Regions from separate parts of the Sus scrofa genome. Here all the other regions are linked to region 1. The links are chromatin contacts, called in public HiChIP or PLAC-seq maps. All regions are on one chromosome and are shown on one strand. The core of a region is the stretch at or near the end of the contact, and the rest is flanking DNA. Distances in the headings are between cores, read along the strand shown. Region 1 holds the start of COX17 (COX17 cytochrome c oxidase assembly homolog). Region 2 overlaps TIMMDC1 (complex I assembly factor TIMMDC1, mitochondrial). Region 3 holds the start of POGLUT1 (protein O-glucosyltransferase 1).

The links. HiChIP or PLAC-seq counts read pairs in DNA pulled down with a chosen protein or histone mark.
Region 2: a contact with region 1 is called in an H3K27ac HiChIP or PLAC-seq map of alveolar macrophages. The contact joins the enhancer-like site here to the promoter of COX17 in region 1. A contact is called at or near these places in 6 of 47 Hi-C or Micro-C datasets (brain, embryonic fibroblasts, mesenchymal stem cells and 3 more) and 2 of 2 datasets of contacts at active chromatin or transcription factors (alveolar macrophages and skeletal muscle).
Region 3: a contact with region 1 is called in an H3K27ac HiChIP or PLAC-seq map of skeletal muscle. The contact joins the promoter of POGLUT1 here to the promoter of COX17 in region 1. A contact is called at or near these places in 2 of 5 promoter capture datasets (fetal liver and liver), 1 of 47 Hi-C or Micro-C datasets (fibroblasts) and 2 of 2 datasets of contacts at active chromatin or transcription factors (alveolar macrophages and skeletal muscle).

Annotation. Positions count from the first base shown.
Region 1 is chr13:140,582,411-140,585,812 of Sscrofa11.1, forward strand. It overlaps COX17 (COX17 cytochrome c oxidase assembly homolog), which reads left to right and starts at 1,876. Exons shown (of 3, transcript NM_001348525.1): 1 at 1,876-2,127. The coding sequence starts at 2,021.
Region 2 is chr13:140,727,027-140,730,289 of Sscrofa11.1, forward strand. TIMMDC1 (complex I assembly factor TIMMDC1, mitochondrial) reads right to left here. Exons shown (of 8, transcript XM_021070323.1): 8 at 1,533-3,263. It also overlaps a transcript of CD80 not described here. Among named protein-coding and RNA genes, the nearest start is that of TIMMDC1, 30 kb to the right of the region's middle. Within about 2 kb of position 1,380, at least 8 of the 83 cell types and tissues checked have an H3K27ac peak or open chromatin away from gene starts, as enhancers often do. A contact at or near this core is called in alveolar macrophages, retroperitoneal adipose tissue and skeletal muscle, where this site is marked.
Region 3 is chr13:140,791,575-140,794,995 of Sscrofa11.1, forward strand. It overlaps POGLUT1 (protein O-glucosyltransferase 1), which reads right to left and starts at 2,071. Exons shown (of 11, transcript XM_021070325.1): 1 at 1,874-2,071; 2 at 1,080-1,170. The coding sequence starts at 1,958.

The DNA of each region.
Region 1 (3,402 bases), core at 626-3,125:
GAGAGGCCAGGGACCAAACCCACATCCTCATGGATACTAGTCTGGTTCTTTACCACTGAGCCACGACAGAAATTCCTACTGTTGTCTTTTGATAACTTAGTTTGAACTTACACATATGTAGGTGTGATATTATTTTTTTTCTAGTTTATTTTTTCTTCCCCATTGATTGAGCTGTGTTTATTGCAAATTACATTTCCAAGTGATGTTGATGTTGCTAGTTTAAGAAGCATTGGGTTTTTTTTTTTTGTGCTTTTCAGGCCCGCACTTGTGGCATATGGAGGTTCCCAGGCTAGGGGTCCAATCAAAGCTACAGCTGCCAGCCTATACCACAGCCACAGCAACATCAGACCTGAGCCTCATCTGTGACCTGCACCACAGCTAATGGAAATGCCAGATGACAAAATGGGGATGGTCTTGGTAACTTGGAAAATACACATATAGAAATTACTTTTACACCAGTTCCCAGACACACCTCAGGATTCTGAGCTGAATCTCTGGAATACAGAAACAAACCTTAGTGTTAGGCTGCATCCCGCAGGTCTGCAAGCCCTGTGCCTACCCAGCTTCATGACTGAAGAGCCCAGAGTCAGTGACAGAGACATGGATGGTTTAATGGCCAGGGGGTTCTTACATGTCTGACAGGACATGGTAAAGTCTCTGCTCCTGGAGGGGAAGGGGAGATTGCCAGTTACAGTGGGAATTGACATCAGGTTGGCACATGAGTTACCAGGGAGACCAGCAGAGAGGCACTGCCCTCACCGCTCTTTAGATAAGAACAATCTCATTGCTGGGGCCTGGGACAAATATGTAGAAAGGTCAATCATGCACTTAGGGGTTGGTGGAGCAGGAAATGGTGGAGCAGGGAATGTACAAAGAGCAAGAAAACAGCCATCTTGAGGGGCAATACCATTGGCTGGTTTAGGTGATAAGCAATGTTTGATTAACCAAAGTGCGTATCCCTAGACAGCTATTTTAACAATGCCTGGAAGTCCTGCTTTAAAAAATAAGTTCATCCTTCCTCAAACAATTCTCTGCAGGAAAAAAACTTAATGGTTATGTCCATTCTATTGCAAATACTGTCTAAGTTTACTTATTTACCTAGATGGATAGGTATTAACTGAATTTGAGGAATGACAATGAAAAGGCATTTTAAAATTTTACTAACCAATATATTTGCCCTATGATTGGCAATTCATATGGAAATCAATTCAGTTGGAGAGGGAGCTATAAACACTAACTAGCTGAGGATTTAAAGCGTGTGGGTGAGGTAAGGTTCCCAGGCTAGGGGTCTAATCGGAGACACAGCTGCTGCCAGCTTATGCCACAGCCACATCAACACCTGATCTGAGCCCTGTCTGTGACCTACACCACAGCTCAGGGCAACGCTGGATCCTTAAACCACTGAACGAGGCCAGGGATAGAACCCGAAACCTCATGGTTCCTAGTCTGATTCGTTTGCGCTGACCACTAGGGAACTCCTTTGCTACTCACTTTTAACTAGAGCGGTGAAGTGGGGTGGTGAAGGCAGTAAGGCAGATAATGGCAAGCATAAGATGCCGGGCGCTAAGTCTGTTACTCAAGAGGAATTGGCTTTCACTAGTGTTTTTTTTTTTTTTCTGTAGCATAGACAGGTCATTTCACCTTCTTGAGTTTCAGTTTTCGACTTCGAGCTGGGTGTATGGTTGAGAGCTCTCCGAGTTGCCTTACGGGTCTCCTCATTTGTGGGTCCTCTCAATGCTGGTCTACAAACATCGCTGCACTTTACCTGGGCTCTCTGCACCTGCGCGGAAAAGGCGCCCTAGCACTAAGGCCATCATTCGGCCTCTTCTGCGCACGCGCGTGCCCTTTAAAACATTTTTCCTCTTTACCTCCTCCCTTCCTCCCAGTTCGTCAGAGTGAGAGGCAGGACTTCCTGTTCTGTTTTGGAGCGACTGCCGGAAATAACTGCGGGCGAATCGGCGTGTCCGGAGGCCGGTAGAGTTTGGGGTGGCAGAGCTAATTGCAGCTTTCGGCGCGAAAAATGCCGGGTCTGGCGGCCGCAATCCCTGCCCCGCCTGAATCGCAGGAGAAGAAGCCGCTGAAGCCCTGCTGCGCCTGCCCGGAGACCAAGAAAGCGCGCGATGCGTGGTCAGTGCGCAGCCGGGGAGGGGGCGGCGGGGCAGGCTCCGTGCACTGCCTTCGGGTGCCGCTGCCCGGACTAGGGCTGGTCGTGGCCCTCACTTTGCCGCGGGGCTCTCTTGAGGGTTATAGACCTGGGTAGGCTTCGCAGTCAGCTGTCTGTAGACTGAGCTCGTAGCTTACCCTGGGGAAAAGGTTGAAGGGATCAGAGAGAGGTCAGATTGACCCGCCGCGCTCAATCCAGGCATTCCTTCCTACAAAAGGTTTTTCATCAGCTGTTATGGGTCAAACATTGCTTTAGGACCGAAGGCTTGTAAACGGATGGATGCTACTTGATTTAAAGAAACACAGGAGTTCCCGTGGTGGCTCACCGGATTAAGAACCCGACCAGCAGCCATAAGGATGCAGTTTCGATCCCTGGTCTGTTCAGTGGGTAAAGGAGCCGGCCCTGCAAACTGCAGGGTAGGTCGGTCGCAGATGCCAATGGGATCTGTGTGGCTGTGGCTGCGGTGTAGGCCGGCATATGCAGCTCTGATTCAGCCCCTAGCCTGGGAACTTCCATATGTCCCAGGTGCGGCCCTTAAAAAAAAGTAAAGGGAAACAGTTAATGGAAACGTTTTTCAATGATTGCTCTACTATGGTTTATGGGCCATGATAGAAGACTTGGCAAAATCAGAGTTCCCTTGTGGTGAGAGGGGTTAAGGATCCCACGTGGTCTCAGCAGCGACTGCCGTGGGGCGGGTTCGATCTCTTTTCGGGAAGTTGCACATAGTTCCCCCGCGGCCAAGAAAAAAAGATTTATCAAGATCAAAGAGTAAAAGTTTTCCGGTTTTCTGGTAATTTCTCCCCGAATTTAGTCATAGTAGGGTACAAGGTACATTTCTTAACGGTACAGAAAATCCCCTAAACTCTTCCCCCCACCGTTTTAGGTAGATAATTTAAAAATCAACTAGGCTATAACATATGTGACACTGTAGTGTTCAGAATTGTTTATCTAAATTACCATCAACCTGCAAAAGGTTTTCATTTCTTCTTACTGTATACAGCCTCTGTTGTGGAACAAATCTCAGAAGGAATCTTCAGATAATGTGAATGTACACCTCTCCCTCCAGTCCCTTTTTGTCCTCACATAAAAAGTAAAGAAATCATAAGTGACATAGTGGGAAAATATGAGTGGTAGGAGCCAAGTGCTTTTTGTTAATATCCACTACTGTGCACATAATACTGTTAAGGGAGATTCAAAAGACTACGATCAGATACTATGCTTCCACATTAACTGTTAAG
Region 2 (3,263 bases), core at 130-2,629, 140 kb after region 1:
ATGTGGTAAAAACTGTCAGATTTGTCCTAAATTCTCTCACAATTTAGACCTGCCTTTATGTTGTTTAGTCATCAAGATTAACATCTACAATGTTACCTCAACCTGGGAATAACTTCGCAGTAAAAAAAATATAAAATTTTTAAATGTTTTCTGCAGGTCCCGCCTGAGACTGACCTCTTCTTGGAGCTTCCTGAGATGGCCAGGGTTATCTCACCTTGCCCTTCATGTATCTGTTTGCAAGGAGCCTCTCATTCCAGCGGCTTTGCAGAAAGTGACTGGAGGAGTATGGTGGGGACAGAAGTTAGCTCTAGTGATGCTGACCAAGGATTTGTAAACACAGGCTTTTTTTTTTTTTTTTTTTTTTCCTTAACCCAGTGAGCCACAATAGGAACTATGGAAACACAGAATTCTGTAGGCCTGGAGGAAACATTAGTGAATACTAGTCCTTTTTTTTTTCCTTTTTTACGGCCACACCTGTAGTGTATGTAAGCTCTCAGGCTAGGGGTAGAATTGGAGCTGCAGTTGCCACCACAGCCACAGCCAAAGCAACACTAGATCAGGGCCGGTATCTGCAACCTACGGCAGAGCTTGTAACAACACTGGATCCTTAACACACTGAGCAAGGCCAGGGATCAAATCCGCCTTCTCATTGACACTATGTGGGGTTCTTAACCCCTTGAGCCACAATGGGAACTCCACGAATACTAGTCTTACCAATGACAGGGTACTGAAGTTCTGGGAGGTGACCTGAATTGTAAAGGCCAAGGCTAGAACCCAGATTTTCCTGGCTCTGGTACTCTTTTCCTTCATCAATCTAGCTCTGTGCTATTAACTGGTATGTGTACACACACACACACAGAGTTAAAGTGCTTCTGGAAACAGTTTAGCCAGTATCAATCTTCTCTACCAGGTTCAGGAGGAAGTAGAGCTATCCAAAACTAATTTCCTCTGATATGTAATGCCAATGACTTATACACTCCAAAGCAATAGCTGGGTTGGAGAGGGTGGTTAGTGTGGGTTAAAGATGCACATTCTGGAGTTCCTGTTGTGGCTCAGTGGGTTAAGAACCCAAATAGTATTCACAAGGATGAGGGTTCAATCCCTGGCCTTGCTCAGTGGGTTAACATTCTATTGGTTCACATTGGACTGATAATTTCCTTAAATAGCTTTACTTTAATTGCATTTATAAAATATTTATGAGGATGTTCTCAGTTAAAATGAGATAGGTTTTACTGTGTGTATGTACTAAAGATTAAGCTGTCTTTAGAAGAAACTGCTTAAGGTAATGAAAAAGAGCTTCCACAAGGCTTCTTTAGATCCCTAAAGTGGCTTTTCCTCCTTGGTATTTTTGGATCATTCTGACATCAGCAGAGAATTGAAAAGAAAGAAGTGGCCAACTACTGTTCTTATGTTACTTAACTCATGACTCCTCTTTCTCTAAGTGAATCTTACTTAAGCTGGGGCAACTAGACATTCTCATTTGAAAATCTAGAGTTGGACAGCAAGAGTTGACCAAGTTTCTCAAATGTGGCTGGATTTAAAATGTTTAATTTTGACAGCTAAAAAGGGACCAGATTATGCTATATAGTCTAAAGAACAGAGGTATATGTTTAAATAGTTCCTCACAGAACAAAGTTACTGAAGAAAATATGGGTAGTAGACTGACAAAAGTGTAAGGTAAGGAAACAACCATAACAACAACAACAACAACAAACAGGAATTGCTGCCTTTAGTTAAGATTCATAATCCTCGGACATGATCAAAAGGAGACCTTAAGAAGTAATTAACCACAAAACAAGAGACAAACCCAAGAGACAGCTTATTTGTACTTTAAACAATAAATTATAGTAAATTATTACTTATTACATTTAATAAATGTATTAGTACTACTTTCAAAATTATTTTACTTCTATTATTTTGATATTTTTGTGATATGAATAAAATTATTTTAAAACCAACCATCTGATAATTTATAATTTCTAGTTTAAAGATTTAACCTGTATGGGGGTATGAATAAAATAAACCGACTAACTGCCAATTTGTTACAATTTATGAATGGGATGATTAAGAAAAACATGCTTTTTGGAGTGTGGCAAGAATATGTAAATCGTGGTGAAAATACATTGGTGCAGATGTTCTCATATCTCTCCCCCCTTTTTTTTCTTTTTAGGACTGCATCTGTAGCATATGCAAGTTCCCAGGCTAGGTGTTGAACTGGAGCTGCAGCTGCTGGCCTATGCCACAGCCACAGCGACACCAGATCCGAGCTATATCTGCAACCTACACAGCAGATCCTTAATCCACTGAGCAAGGCCAGGGATCAAACCCGCATCCTCATGGATACTAGTTGGATTTGTAACCACCAAGCCACAAAGGGAACTCCAGGTTCTCATACAATTTTAACTGCTAATATCTGCAATTAGATAATGTCCTGTGTGCCACAGCATTGTGTTATGCTCTACACATTTACTACCCATTCTGGGGTAGATACTGTTTCATTTGACAGAAAACTCCAGACTTAAAGTAAAATGGCTGTGCTGTAGGTCACATGGATGCAAAGACACAGGGCTAAGACTGCAAGCCAGTGCCCTGCCTCCAGAGCCCCCAGTTCTAGCCAACACTCTAGGCTGCTTCACAAATACTGATCATGTGAAAGACTTTTTTTTCTTTTGGCTGCACCTTCAACATGTGGAAGTTCCCAGGCCAGGGATCAAACCTGTGCGGATGTTGTGGCCTGTACTATAGCTGCGGCAATAACGGATCCCAAACCTGCTGCACCATATGGGAACCTCAAACGCTGCTCATGTGGGCAACAGCATTTTCACTAAGTTTAACCCCCAAACAAAGCACAAGCAGTTTTTACCCCTCAGTACACTTGACTCAGTCATCCCCCCCCACCCCCTCATTTAGTAAAAGTTACAATCTGCAGGGCAACTTCCTTTTCCTTCTCAGGCAGCAAGCTCCTGGAGTGCAGAGACTAAGTATCTATTAATCTGAGTAACTCTTGCATATACAGCAGAGATACTTTGTCAGCAATACTGAGAGAGGAAATAAGGTCTGGCCTAGCCACTTCCTTTTTTAAGTTTTATTTCAAATGGCATGGGAACCATCTTTGATTTTTACTGAAACAAAACCAGGAGTTGCCATTGTGACTCAACAGGTTAAGAGCCCAACATAGCGTCAGCGAGGATACAGGTTCAATCCCTGGCCCCAAGCTGCAGTGTAGGTCGAAGATATGGCTCAGACCTGGCATTGCTGTGGCT
Region 3 (3,421 bases), core at 821-3,320, 210 kb after region 1:
ACTATTGCCTTTGGAATGGATTAGCGATGAGATCCTGCTGTGTAGCACTGGGAACTATGTCTAGTCACTTATGATGGCGCATGACAATGTGAGAAAAAAGAATGTATATATGTATGTGTAGTTGGGTCATCATGCTGTACAGAAAAAAAAATTGTATTGGGGAAATAAAAAATGTAAAAAAATAAGAAGACAACACTTACTGTAACAATAAAAGTATTAATTTTTTTTTTTTTTTTTTTTGTCTTTTTGCTATTTCTTTGGGCAGCTCCCACGGCATATGGCGGTTCCCAGGCTAGGGGTCAAATCGGAGCTGTAGCCACCTGCCTACACCAGAGCCACAGCACGCGCAGGATCCGAGCCGAGTCTGCAACCTACACCACAGCTCAAGACAACGCCGGATCGTTGTTAACCCACTGAGCAAGGGCAGGGACCGAACCCTCAACCTCATGGTTCCTAGTCGGATTCGTTAACCACTGTGCCACGACGGGCACTCCTAATTTTAAGGTACATTTTGATTTCTGGAGGGAATATTAAAAAAACTAGTAACAATGGTTACCTCCAGGGCAAGTAAATAGCGTGAGCCAGGAGTTGGAGAAAACTTACTTTTCACTTTTGTAAATGCCCTTTTGAACTTTATAAATTTTATACCATGTATATATATGAAAAAATATACAGCCAACAGGAAACATACGATTTGATTCATTCAAATATACATTCATTCCTTCAACAATATTTAGTTAAGTACTTACTGAGAGCCAGCACCAGGAATACAGCAGTGAATATAAGACAGAGGCCTTGACCTCAAGAAGCTTTTGGTTCAGTGGGGAAGGCAGACAAATACATGTGCTAACTCCTACAGGAAGTTAACAAGCAATGCTAAGACCACTTTGGCCTTTCCCATCCCAGGGCATTTTTATTCCCTAGAAATGTGAAAACCACCTCAGGGACCCTCAAAACATCTGTCTGCTCTCAAAGCATGCTTGGCTCTCTGACAGCAACTAAGGTCTTTCTGGGATCTTAGGGCATTTCCTCCTGACAAGATCTAAATACTCTAAAACACATCAAAGAAAAGAACTCACCCATGGTAGCAGCTGCAGTTTTGACTTGAACATGGTTCATAATTTTCCAAAGCTCTGTTAATTTGGTCAATAAGTACTTTCCATTTCGAACCTTCAAAAAGTGAAGTAAATGAAGGTTAACAAAACATCCCTGAGCATTCTTATTCACTTGCGGCACACAGGCAGAACCAAAAGAAGGCCCAAACTTGTAGACACCCCTTTTCCATCCCACTGGTGAAATGAACCTCCAGGAAGGATTCATTCTATAGCTCTCCAGCACTCAGGTCAGGTCTGCTCCTCTACTCAGGCTGCCAGGTATACAAGAAATGGGAAAATTTCCAAGCTTAATTCTTGGCACCTAGGTTATGGATAAGCTGGTGACATGGATTCTCACCTTTTACTAATCAAACTGAGCCTCATAAAGGGGGTTGATTAAAAGCCGCAGGCATTAACCCTCCCTTCGAACACACACACACAAGTTATCCCCCAACGTGTGTTAGGGAGCTACAAGGTAGCCCAGCGTGGGACACACTCGCTGTGGAGGAACAGGGGCATACCCTCTCCTCCCAACTATCACTCCGAATTCCAGAGGATGGGTTACTCTCCAGGGTCCTGGGCAGAAGCCGCGCTAGACACCCAGACGCAATCTCTCTCCGCTCTGAGGCGCCCGGGTGCTCCCTGCCCAGCTCTGCGCCACCGCGACCACAGCAGAAGCCGGGCGCCAGCCGCACCGGGAGCGAGGGGAGCGGGAGAGCGCTTGGCACCGGGCCAGACCCTGAGCCCCAGCGGCGGGCTCGGCGCCGCCCAGAGCGCACCTGACTCCTTTTGGCGGCCCGGCACCGGGAGCAGGAGGAGCAACAGCAGCCACAACCGAAGATGTGAGAGCGCCCACCGCTCCATCGCCAGCCGACCCACTGCGGAGGCCCCGCCGCTGCGCCGGCGGAAGCGCAGCCCCGCACAAAGATGGCCGTGGAGCCGCACCACGTGGGTGGAGAGCCGCCCAACGCAGAGGCTGCTGCTCGCTGCTCAGCCTCCGGGTACCGGTTCCCTGCGAAGGCGGAGCGGGGAAGCTGGGCCCTCCCCGGGGAGTTAACCAACGCCTAGTGCGGTGCGGCGGGACGCGATTTTTCTACTCGTCTGTTGAAAGCCGAGCTTTATATGTTCAGAGCTGCATCTTTGCGAATAGAGTGAAATCCTCTCCCCGACCCTCCGCCCCAGCTCGCTCGCCCTCAGATAAAATCGGATCCTAGGAGCGAATGAATAAATGGTACGCCCCTCCTCCCCGGTAAAATGTCTAATATTTGTTCGTTACATTTTATAACATCTTGAACACAGTCTCACAGCCCCAAAACTGAAGGTCAGAGAGGATACCATTTTCCGCCCACAGATCCGCCTTTAAGTGGCAAAATTTAGGCTAGAAGTTCCTTCCACAACCTCAAACTGGTTCTTATTAAATAGTATAGATTTGTTGAACCCCTGAATGTCTACAGCACTGTTAGAGCCCAAAAGGTTGCAGACAATATATAGCACACATCTCTTTGTAATAACTATTTATAAGTGTTTGGGTGACTTGGAAAAACAAAACAAAACAATGGGCAACATACCATACAGTGTATGTATATAGCTCTATATGGTATATAAAGAAAAGCGTAGATATATATATATATACAGTGATCATACAAATAGAAGTATGTATCCATTGTGTAAAATGTGCATAGTGACACTCTAGGCTCTGTGGAAAAACGTGGAAGTACAAGATGAGATCTGTGCCCCGAAGTTTAGAACTAGCCAGAAGAAAAATATGACTTCCCCAGAGATAATTTACAACTTAAGGCAGTATCTAAATGCTACTGGTTTCAGCAGACGGAAAGATCAATTTGAACTGGAATACTGAAGAAAGGGGGCAGGAAGGGTGCATTCCAGGCTGAAGAAAAGGAGAATGCTGGAGATGCTGAAAAAGGGGAGCAGCCATAATTTGCACATGGGAGTAGAACCTAGGCTGATGGTAGTGGAGGATTTAGGATACATCTTAAGGAACGTTGGAAGGTAAAATAATGTTGATTAGCTAGGAATGGGCTATGTAACTCATTCTGCATGAGTAAGCAAGAGAAGAAAATGAATCATTAACACTGCATCTTAAAAGGCTTCTTCAGGAATCCAAATGAAACTTAAATCAATTTTTTCTACTTCCAGGAAGGTGTACAGTAGTTCAAATGAATGTTTCATCAAAAGCACATAAGACTGTGTACTACATAGATTAAACACAATAACCTTTACTTTCAAAGTTACTTTAAAATGAATATACTGGAGAACAATTATAAAAACCCCAATAAAATAGCTTATTTCCATAATTATTGCTTTCT